2 separate regions of the Mus musculus genome follow, and region 1 is linked to region 2. Evidence: chromatin contacts called from public promoter capture Hi-C data. All regions are on one chromosome and are shown on one strand. The core of a region is the stretch at or near the end of the contact, and the rest is flanking DNA. Distances in the headings are between cores, read along the strand shown.

Region 1 (5,153 bases), core at 2,094-4,593, 1.4 Mb after region 2:
ACCCAGTGAGGTCCGAAACTAAAGATTCCAGGTAGGTGTGAGTGTAGAGTACTAAGGAGACATAAGGATCAGTTTTGGAATCATGGTTGTATTTGCAACAGCTAAAACCATGATGGTGGAGGAAACTTGTAAAGGAAGAGAATTTCAGAGGATTGAGCCCTGGACTTCTGCAACATTTAAAGAAACAGAGGATTCAGAGAGAACCATGAATTAGGCAGAAAACCAGCACTCTTTAATAGGAGAGACCTGAGGTAGTGTTACTTCTCTAGAGTCAAGAACAGAGAGACAAGGAGAGGACCAGCATTGTGTCAAATATTGAAGATAGAGATTGAGAACTGAGTGTTCAGTATAAACTCTTGAAAGTCTTCTGTGACCATGAAGGGAGCTGTTTGGGTGAAATTGTGGGATAAGAACCAGACTAGGGATGGACTTGAAGTAGAAGATGAACTCGAATTAGGCACAGTGAATTCTACTTTAAAGAAGTTTTGCTGCATAAGAGTAGTAGTAGTGTAAGTAGCAACTGGAGGCCTTTTCTTCTCTTAAAAGCATAAATATCACAACATCTTCCCTTGCTAAAGAGCAATTGATACAAGAAGGGAAAACTGGTAACGCAGCAGAATGGTGAACCACCAGGCTCTGTTGTGACTATGCATGCCTGTTAATAGACAGCCCTCCGGTTTGTTACTATTACACACTGGACAGTAGAAGATTACAGCAAGTGTAGACAATATGTAGATAAAGTTGTCATTGAAGTACTTCTTAAAATATGCTTGTGGTCTATAAGAGAAATTTGCAAGAATGTGAAAAGCTTGGCTCTTACGGATGACTTATTCTCAGGAATGCTGACTCACTAAGAATTTATTATATGTCACATGCAAATATTTATGAATATAAAATTTTATATGAGCAATAAAGCTCGAGGGACTGAGCCTCGAGATGTCTCAGTGGTTCAGAGCACTTTCTGCTCTTACAGAGGACCCAAGTTTGCTTCCCAGCTTATAGACACTTAAACTTCTACTTTGATGGGATCCAGTGCCCTATTCTGGCCTCTGTGGTCACCTGCACACATGTGGCACACATATACACACTTAAACATTCATACACATACATCTTCCCCTTTCTTTCCCCCTCCCTCTCTCTGTCACACACACACACACACACACACACACACACACACGCACACACACACATGCACACACACACATGCACTCATACATAATAAAAATGATTATTTAAAGAATTTTAAAAATGTAAATCTGACACAGCGCTGTCTACTGTACCTCAGAATTTCTTTGTTGGAAAAGATGTTATAGTCTAAGCATACCTGCCTTCCTACCCATAGGTATAATTATCTTCTTTTGGCTTTGGTATAATTGTACAACCAAAATTTGAAGTTGTATTTTATATATACGCACAATGATTTCTGTATATAAAATTTGTATACTATAAATTGGTATTTTGGTGAACTCTCCTGCAAAGAGGGGAGAGCAGTGTCTCTTAGGGCTGGCATAACAGAGATGCCATGGGCTGGGTGGCCTCAACAACTTCTCACAGCTCTACAGTTTGGGAACCAGCATGTCTGGCAAGTCCTCATATCCTGTGTATCCTCACGTTGGGGAAGGCATGGGGAAACTTCCTCATGCCTGCTCCTATGTGGGCACTAAGCCTATCTGTGAAGGCTCTACCTCCAATTAGTGTCATGTTGGGTATATTCAACATAGGCTCAGAGGAAGGTAACATCCTTCAAGGATGTCAAACAAAGGATGCCTATGCATTCACCACTCCACTGGGATGGCATTGACACGGCACCACCTGTCTATCCTTCTGGGTTACATTTCCTCCTTACCTGTCTCCGCTAAGAGAGCCTACAAAATGGAAGGCCAAGCTGACTCTGACAAAGCTATTACCAATGCCCTTTCCCCAACCCACCTTTGCACATGTACTTTTAAGATCCAGAGGCATTGCTGGAAGTTTTAAAATTAACTTTCTTGCATTGATTCTTTATTTGTGTGTCAGGGCTTATGAGCGTGCATGTGGCATGGTGTGCAAGTGGAAGTAAGGGGGAAGCTTGTAGGAACGTGATTGTCTTCCTTGCACCACGTGGTTCCCGGGGATCAAACATAGGTCATCAGGTGCCTTCATCTGCTGAGCCATATGACTGGCCTTCTGGAAGTTCTTATAAACTGATGAATAAGACTGTAGGTGTACTCCATTGTATCACATAAGCTCATATCTATTTTCCATCTTTATTGCAGGGTCAGAGACATGCTGACAGATGAGATCACCAAGACAGCTGCAAAGTAAGTCGTTTAGTCTCCTACCCAGTCTAGCAATAAACTTCCTGACAGGTACACACACTTTCTCCTTCTGCAGCATTTCATAATGTTAAGAACTATAATATGTTTTCTTGGTTATTTTTATAGAAAACCATTGTTACCCCTGTTAACTATATTAATTCTTGCCACATGCCTTTTTATGCAAACACAGAGAGACTGGTACAAATACTTAGCTTTTTATCGAAATGCTCAACCTGAACCCTTAATAAAATGACATGTGTTTTGGCTTAAACTTAAAGGATTATAATTTAGTTTGAGGAGGAAAAATGAATTCTTGAGAATGTGAGTTACAATGGCTCTACAAATAGATTATTAAATCTCAGTTGCAATGCAGCAGGCAAAGTGGGGCCTCTTTTTACATTTCCTGGTTGCCATGGGCTCCAGTGGATCTAAAAATTGGTCTCTAATTAGCAATTACTCTGACCTTGGATAAACCTCCTCAGCTCTATGACAAACTTTCAAAAAATGAAATCTATATATACAACACTAATACGCAGATTCAGTGAACAGCAATGCCAGTCATGGCCCTGTGGTGGTTTTAACAAAAATTACTTGAGTGTTCCTTCCTCCAGGCTTTTTATTTACCTTAAGCCAAAGCTCACTAAAGAAATTACACCCTAATGAACTTACTTGCTGGAGCAACCTCTTCAGGCTCTTCTGCTAACGAGCTGACTAATTGTTCCTGGCAGCAGAGATGCAGTCCGTTGCTTTCATATCTCCTTTCCACCATCACCTTCTGCTGCTGTGTTGCAAGACTCACTCTCTTAGTCTCCAAGTGGCACAGGCACATCCTTGCCCTGGGATTTTATAAGTACTAAAGCCCATATCCTACAGAAGTATTTAAGTGCAATATAATGTATCCTGGTCATATCCTGGGACATTGTGTAGCTAAAAAGATTTGGCATTAGGGACAGTGGAAACAAACAGCCACATAATTGTTGATCTGAGCCCATGTTTATTATTACCCCCCTCTCCCACTGGTAAAAACTGGTGGTCTTCCTGTCTCCACTGCTGGGATGGACATGGGGAAATATAGTTTGACAAAACAGAGACTGCAGTGCAGAAAGTATACCATAGGAACGCATGTGTTCTACTTCACAGGGGAAGGTGGGCTGGCTTGGAAATTTTTATTTCATAGTTTGTTCTTGTGAGATGTTCTTATGTCCAGTAAAAATAGGACATCTGGAGCAAAAAAGCTTGGATGATTAAGAAACCAGCAAGCTTATGTGCAGGCAAAGTGTAATTTTGCTTCTGAAGTCACCTTTATACTTCCTGTTCTTAAAGCTTATTGCAACATGCCTTTTCTCTATAGATTGGCAAGGCATCATGTTTCGACTAGTACCCAAGGTCAATGTGTTTACATTCTCAGGGGTGTGCAGTAAAACGATTCAAGTTCTTATGGGATTACTACTTTTTTTTTTTAAATCAAAACCTAAGAAGTGTAAACTGTGGCAGGAAATAAACAGGATCTATGTAGGCTCCAGAGGCTGATTGACCTTGGTAGAGCAGGGGAAATGGCGACCACTTTCTGTTTGCTTCTTTCCAGTGGCTTCCCTCACTGAGCCAGAGCTCTTACTCCTGCATTTTTGACAGCTTACCTTTTTGTACTTGGAGTTTGGCTGCCATGGCTGCCTGAGGCCAGGGCCTGTTTTGTCCACTCACAAGTTAAATGCAGGAAGTTACACTGCAGTCACAGAGCTACTGAGAGTCAGGGTTATAACTAAGGAAGAAGCAGAACACGGATAAGCCCGGGTGACTGATGGCAATTTGTTTTCATTGTTATTAATTAAATGGATTTGAACCCGAAGACAAAAATCCCCAAATGATTGGGTCACTTTGCTGATATGTAATGTGATACTTTGTCCCTCAGACAGCATCCCTGAAGCTCATCCTTCCTTGGGCTTTTTAATTAGGTTAATGACATCAGTTTGTTCCAAAGGACAATTTAATTAAAATGTCAGTGGTGTTGCTTAGATAAAGACTGCTCTGATGCTGACATGTTATTATGCAAATTAGTCCCAGCTGTTTGACTGGTAGGGGATAGTTATTTGAGTTTGTGCTGCTCAGTTGTAGATGCTTCACCAGCCAGCTCCTCCTCGAATACGTCTTGCTAAGTATGCAGTGTGCCCTGTCAACCATACGCTGCTGCTCCAGGCGTGGAGCAGGTTTGAGACGAGCAAGCTGGAACTGGTGCCTTTGCCAAATGTGGAACCTGAGCCATGGATGCTTTGTGTAGAATGGAGCAATTGTGTTTTATCTGGAGATTAGTGTCCAGATAAAATTTAACCTACATCCAAAGATCTAATTGCCAGTGGCCTTAAATACATTTTTCTTCATTTCCCCCAGAGTACATATTCAGGAGTGTCAAGATGGGTGAAAGAAAATGATTTGGAGCAAAGTGACCCAATCATTTGGGGATTTTACTCCTTGAGGTCTGAAGAAATGGCTCCCCCTGAGGTTACAGATTACAAAGCACTTTTTAACTAATAATAAACTACCATGAAGCAAGCTAGGACTTGGGCCATAAAAATCATTTAACAAAAGCAAAACTAAATAGTTTGCTTGTAATACAGGCTGAGTAACATTGTTCAAAACTTTGCAGGTTTTCTAGCATTCTGAGTTTTTAGATTAAGGTCATACCAGTAGTCCCAAATTTGAAAAATGCCAAAATTTGATACCAGTCTCTATGAATCTGCGGGGGCCATTTCCATTCAGAACACCACAGCCACCATGTGGCTGGAACTAAACCCAGGACCTGTGAAAGAGCGAGTGCTCTAACCACTGAGCCATATTTCTAGCCCTCCATCCCCACATCTT
Region 2 (5,695 bases), core at 2,233-4,732:
GTCCAGATTGCATTATCTGGTACTGATCTCATCTGGGGGTGTGGGGGTTTCTGTGGGGGAAATTCTATCTTTTTTTTTCAGAGAATGATGGGTTTTGAGTTTTTCAATTATATGGACCATCAATTAATAAGGAGACATAAATCATGGAAGACAAAGGAGGGGATTTTTCTCTTTTCCTTCAAGCTCAGCCAGGGGAACTTTCCCCTTCCCCGGGGTTGCTTAGATCAGACAGAGTGGAGCGAATCCTCACTGGGAGAAGTGTTTCCTCTTCCCTGTGTGCATTCTGCTTAGAGGACAGGGGGGCCTGGATGAGAGGCCTGACCCCCTCCTGCCTCCATACAGTGACCAACCCTGACTGTGAGCAGGATTCAAGCAAGTAAACAAGCAAGTGCCCTGCTCTTGAAGTGGGACAGGTTGAGATTTTCGTCTCTCTGGGTGACCTGGCAGAGCCAAAGGATTTGTGTCCCCAACAGGAGGGGGCACAGATCTTAAGCTGGGAACAGGAGGGTCTTACTCCAGAGAAAGCCACTGGTCAACACAGGGAAACAAAACTGACAGAAACACATGGATATACACACATAAACACACACACATAAACACACACACACAAACACACACACACACACACACACACACACACACACACACACACACACACACACACACACACACACCAGGGGTGGCTACCACACAGTCATACAACTGAATAGGCAGAGGTGTGTCCAGTGACATCTCACATGGATCCTGGGCACTCAATCTGCAGCCCCATCTGACCTCTCCTATGTGTCCAGCCTGAACCGGCTTTGCTTCTGGAGGTGACAGACCAGGAGACTTTCTAATTTGTTTCCTTTTGGGCTGGAGGTGCCAGATTCATCCGTATGGCAGTGACTGATCAGAGTCCTGGGAACTACCCCCCTAGTAGCTCCTCCCATTGCATTCTTGCCTGATCTGAGAGGCTCTGGGGTCTTGGTGGGCCTTCCAGACATGTTGTGGGGGCATTCACAAGAGAAGACAGCTCACACGTAGATTTAGGCCAACTGAAAGTCTTGATTAGCTGGCTGACAAAACTACAGTGGATGCTCAGGACTCCACTGTAGTACTGACACTTTCTTGGGTGAACTTTTAAGTACAAAGGCCATGTTCTGGGTTGATACACTGCAGTTCCTAAGAACATTTAGCCTGAAGTGGAACTACAGAAGCCAAAAAAGCAAGGTTAGTATATCAGAGACTTTCTCTGAACTATGGACTTTGATGGCTTAGGTCTTTGTTTTCATTTTCGGCAGGTGGTGCTGTCTACATGCTGACTTTCACAGCCTGAATAGCATTTCCATCATGGAGTCAGTTATGCTAAGGTCTGGGGCCCTGTAATGATATGACTGACCATGGCCTGTAACACAGATTCAGGTTACCTGACTGACTGTGGTCTAGAGCACAGCATGCTGCCAACTAGCACACCCTCTGTGTGCCTGGGCCCACAGACACTTGTCATTTTAGTCAGGAAGCAAGTGAGCATGTGAGAAGGTGTGCTCTCGGGATGAGGTGATGCCTCCGTGGCAGTGGCTGGATGTGGGCAAGCTTTCCAATAAGCTGAAACTACAGCGTGCCCTGAGACCTACCTAACCTGGAAGAGCAGTGGGGAGCGATGTGAGCAAGAGTAGTCTGGCACCTCCAGACAACCCAGGCTCAGTCAGGATAACATCCCTACTGCTCCAAGGTCATTCCCCAGAAACTCTCACTGTGAGTTTCCCCAGTATCAGCCTGACTCTCTAGAATGGTGTCTGTGACCTTCCTGTACTTTCATAGAAGTTTCTCTTCCTACCATGGACGTGTCCTTCTGTTTGTCTTTGTAACTGGAGAGGAGGAGACTGTGGGTCCTTAAGTTTCTACAATCTAGCGACACAGAGTGACACTTGCCTGCCTCCTGAATTTGGGAGTGAGAGGTTCCAGGTGCTGGCTCACCTCACAAAAGGACTCTGAATGTGGGGCACCTGTTCTACTTCCCTGAGTCCATACACAACACCAACAGCCTGGTCAGTTTCTGTTCTAGAGATGGGAAACCTGTTAACTGTGCCCATCAAGGTAGAACAGGATGGGCCAGGCAGGGCTGGCCGCCAGCCACTGTAATGGCCTCTGAGGGTCAAGATCACCCATGAAAGCAGTGGGAAGAGGGGAGAGTTCTGCTCTGCTTGCCAAGCTGTGTCCTCGGTACTGGGAATGGTATGGAGAACCGAACAAGCATGTGACAGTCCCATGGGATAATTAGATTTGGTGGCCAATCCAGTGGCCTTAAAACCATCCTAATCCTGTCTCCCAAAGTTGCCTCCCCTCAGCCCAAATCAGGTTCCTCATTCCCACCAAGCATTTCTTCTTTGTCTGAAGTTTGAAGGGAAAGGGAGAAGGGAGGGGTGCCTTGTCTTACCTCCAGGGCCCGGCACAGCTTGGCATGCGTCCACATGGCGTGTTTGGGGAGATAGATCTCAAACACAGAGCATCATCTGGAGAAGTTCTAGCCAAACTTGTGTCAACCTGGCCCTTTGTCCCTCTGTGCAGCACCTCTGCTGCTGAAGTGTGACAAGGTGACAGGGCCACGAAAGTTCCTACTTTCTCTTCAAGCGAAAGAAAGCCGATGGAATAAAAGCACTTATGATGCCCAGACAACCATTGCCCGGGCTCTAGGCTTGCAAGATCCTCTCTCTGTGACTTTGGCAGGTTCTGTCATCTGTTTGAGCCCCTGAAATGGGGCTGGTGTCTCTGAAGAGGGGACTGTTCCTTTGTGTCACTGGCTTCACTGCATGTCCCAGGCTGGTCTGGAATTCACTGTGTTCCTGACTGGCCTCAGATTCTTTTTTTTTTTTTTTTTTTTAAAGATTTATTTATTTATTTACTTATTTATTTATTTAATGTATGTGATTGTTGGTATCAGGACCTTTGAAACCTGTGACGTCACATAGGCGGGACCTGTAGACTTGTTGCCAAGACAACAGCCACCATATTCCCAGAATCCACTTGGCTCACCTCCCACCTTTACCTGTGTTAGGTAAACATATATAAAGAAAGGCTCAGTTCTGGTAGGCGCCAGCCCCGGTCCCCGGAGGACTCTCCACGCCCGCCTCAGGTGCCCTAGTACACCCAGGATCTTGAGATTACTGGTGAGTGAAACACAACATCTGTTCCAAAAACCCCGGAGGGTCTTGTGCCAGCAGGAACAGGGACAAAGGAAACCCGCCCGACCAGCGGCTGGGGTTCGTTCATTCGGCGCCAGTCCTGCGCCATCTTGGGCGCGAACTCGGCGGGCCCTAGCACACCAAGGATCTTGGGATCACTGGTGAAGTGGAGCACAACATCTGTTCCAAAAACCCCGGAGGGTCTTGTGCCAGCAGGAACAGGCACAAAGGAAACCCGCCTGACCAGCGGCTGGGGTTCGTTCCCATCGGCGCCAGCCCTAAGCCATCTCGGGCGCAAACTCGGCGGGCCCTAGCACACCCAGTATCTTGGGATCACTGAGACCAGTCTATGCAGGAAAGCACGTGGGCGGCAGAAGTAACAGAGCTTCTTGGACAGGGTCCCTTCGGGCCTTCATCCTCAGCCAGGAGGCAGAGCTGAGACTCAACCCCTTGGCACCTTCCCTGCCAGAGGAGAGTTGGCCTCCAGGGAGGGCTCTAACCCTGGGACTCAGGACGTGGATCTGAGCTCCAGATCTGTGCACCTTCCCTGCAGGGGGAGGGCTTGCTTGCAGAGAGTGCTCTGACCACTGGGACTCCGGTGAGAGTTGGACTCCCAGTGATAGAACTTAGTGGGGAAACCTCCACTCAACTCCCGATTCGGTGTGCACACAAAAAAATCACGAAGGACCATCATCTTGATGTAAATACATGAGGACGTTTAATTACAGAGCTCTTGACCGACATGCATTCCACACAGGAGATAATGGATGTCGGCCACGAGGCTCGAAAGCTAGGGGGTTTTATGGGGTAAGGGGCTTAGGGGTGTGGAATTCAGCATAACGACACACTATTGGCTTATTCAAACATTAACAGAAAGATTACAGAGCATCAGGGCTTTGTTTCTGTGGGCTGGGGGCTTATCTTTGTTCACATAGCAACCAGTTGATGTATGACTTTACCTGGCGTCAAGGGGCAATAGACAGAGGGGAGGTTCCCGCCAGGTGGTGCCGACCCAGACAAGATAGCCCTGCTTGTACAATTAAGCTGTTCTTAGGACTGTCTTAACAACAGCCCTGTCTGTTCTGCTTTGTTCTCGGCCCCCGGCTGCCGGGGGTTCAAGGACAACTTTTTTTACATGAATCACAAGATACAAAATCTCATTTTCTTTCACCAGGAGTGCTGACAGAGGCTAACAGAATCACAGGAGGAACAAACTCCAGCCAGAGACAGCTCGAACATCTAACACCAGAGACTACCAGATGGCGAAAGGCAAACGTAAGAATCTTACTAACAGAAATCAAGACCACTCGGCATCATCAGAACCCAGTATGCCCACCACAGCGAGTCCTGGATACCCCAACACACCCGAAAAGCTAGACTCGGATTTAAAAGCATATTTCATGATGATGTTAGAGGATATCAAGAAGGACTTTAATAACTCACTTCAAGAAATACAGGAGAACACTGCTAAACAGGTAGAAGAACTTAAAAAGGAAGCACAAAAATCCCTTAAAGAATTGCAGGAAAACCCAACCAAACAGGTGATGGAATTGAACAAAACTATCCAAGACCTAAAAAGGGAAGTAGAGAATCTCAGGTGCAGAAGATTCCATAAAAAACATGGACACAACAATCAAAGAAAATAAAGGCTCCCCTGGTCTCCCTCATCTTCCCCTCCCTCTCTCCTCTTCCCCTCCCCCCTACTTCTCTTTCCACAGTCACCTTGCCCCACTCTCTCCCAATAAACCTCACATGGAACTGTTTGGCTTGGTGTGGTTCAAGATCATAACAGAGAGTACACCACTGCTCTCTCAGACACACCCGAAGAGGGTATCAGACCCCATTACAGATGGTTGTGAGCCACCACATGGTTGCTGGGAATTGAACTCAGGATCTCTGGAAGAGCAGTCAGTGCTCTTAACCGCTGAGCCATCTCTCCAGCCCTGGCCTCAGATTCCTGGTCTCTCTGCTTTGGCTCCCCAGTCTTCAGATTATAGGCCTCCATTCCCAGCTAGAAGCTAATTATATCTGACGTTGGAGGGCACTGACCAGTGGGCAGAGAAGCCTACTGTGAGGTTCGAAGTAGGAAGACTCCAAGGAGCCTTACTTAGATTAGATCCCACCCTGGAGCGATTCACTTGGTCCTTTCGCAGGGGGCTGGGTCAAGTGAAGATGGAAAACCAGGGTGCCCTGGTTTAGAGCAATTCGTGAGGCCTGGTTCCTTTCATAGCCGAGGCTTAGGCTAAGGGCATCAGGAACCCTAACCCCTTTCCTCTTGCCTTGGGATCTCTTTCCAGGGGGACCCCAAAGACTCCTTGGACTAAGTCAGAGAGGTCTGACTGTATACTGCGGCCGTTGGCCACCAGGTGTCACTAGTGGCTCTGCAGTCCAGGGATGGAGATGGCAGGTACCCTGTGGGAGCTGGGAACCCCTGGAGGGAGTCACTCCTGCCGGGTGGGATGTGGACTAGGACAATGTTAGGGACACCCAGCAAGTGTTCTGTACGGAGTGTGTGAGGAAAGCATGATGTG

Evidence for each region. Promoter capture Hi-C pulls out the DNA fragments that hold promoters and counts their contacts.
Region 1: a promoter capture Hi-C map of cranial neural crest shows a contact between it and region 2. The contact joins two enhancer-like sites. A contact is called at or near these places in 4 of 39 promoter capture datasets (cranial neural crest, hippocampal neurons, pre-B cells and 1 more), 1 of 15 datasets of contacts at CTCF or cohesin (large pre-B cells) and 2 of 484 Hi-C or Micro-C datasets (the Ba/F3 cell line and myocytes).

Annotation. Positions count from the first base shown.
Region 1 is chr4:88,333,913-88,339,065 of GRCm38.p6, forward strand. It overlaps Focad (focadhesin), which reads left to right. Exons shown (of 44, transcript NM_001081184.1): 24 at 2,256-2,300. Among named protein-coding and RNA genes, the nearest start is that of Hacd4, 100 kb to the right of the region's middle. Within about 2 kb of position 3,344, at least 24 of the 459 cell types and tissues checked have an H3K27ac peak or open chromatin away from gene starts, as enhancers often do.
Region 2 is chr4:86,927,694-86,933,388 of GRCm38.p6, forward strand. It overlaps a transcript of Acer2 not described here. Among named protein-coding and RNA genes, the nearest start is that of Acer2, 56 kb to the left of the region's middle. Within about 2 kb of position 3,483, at least 115 of the 459 cell types and tissues checked have an H3K27ac peak or open chromatin away from gene starts, as enhancers often do.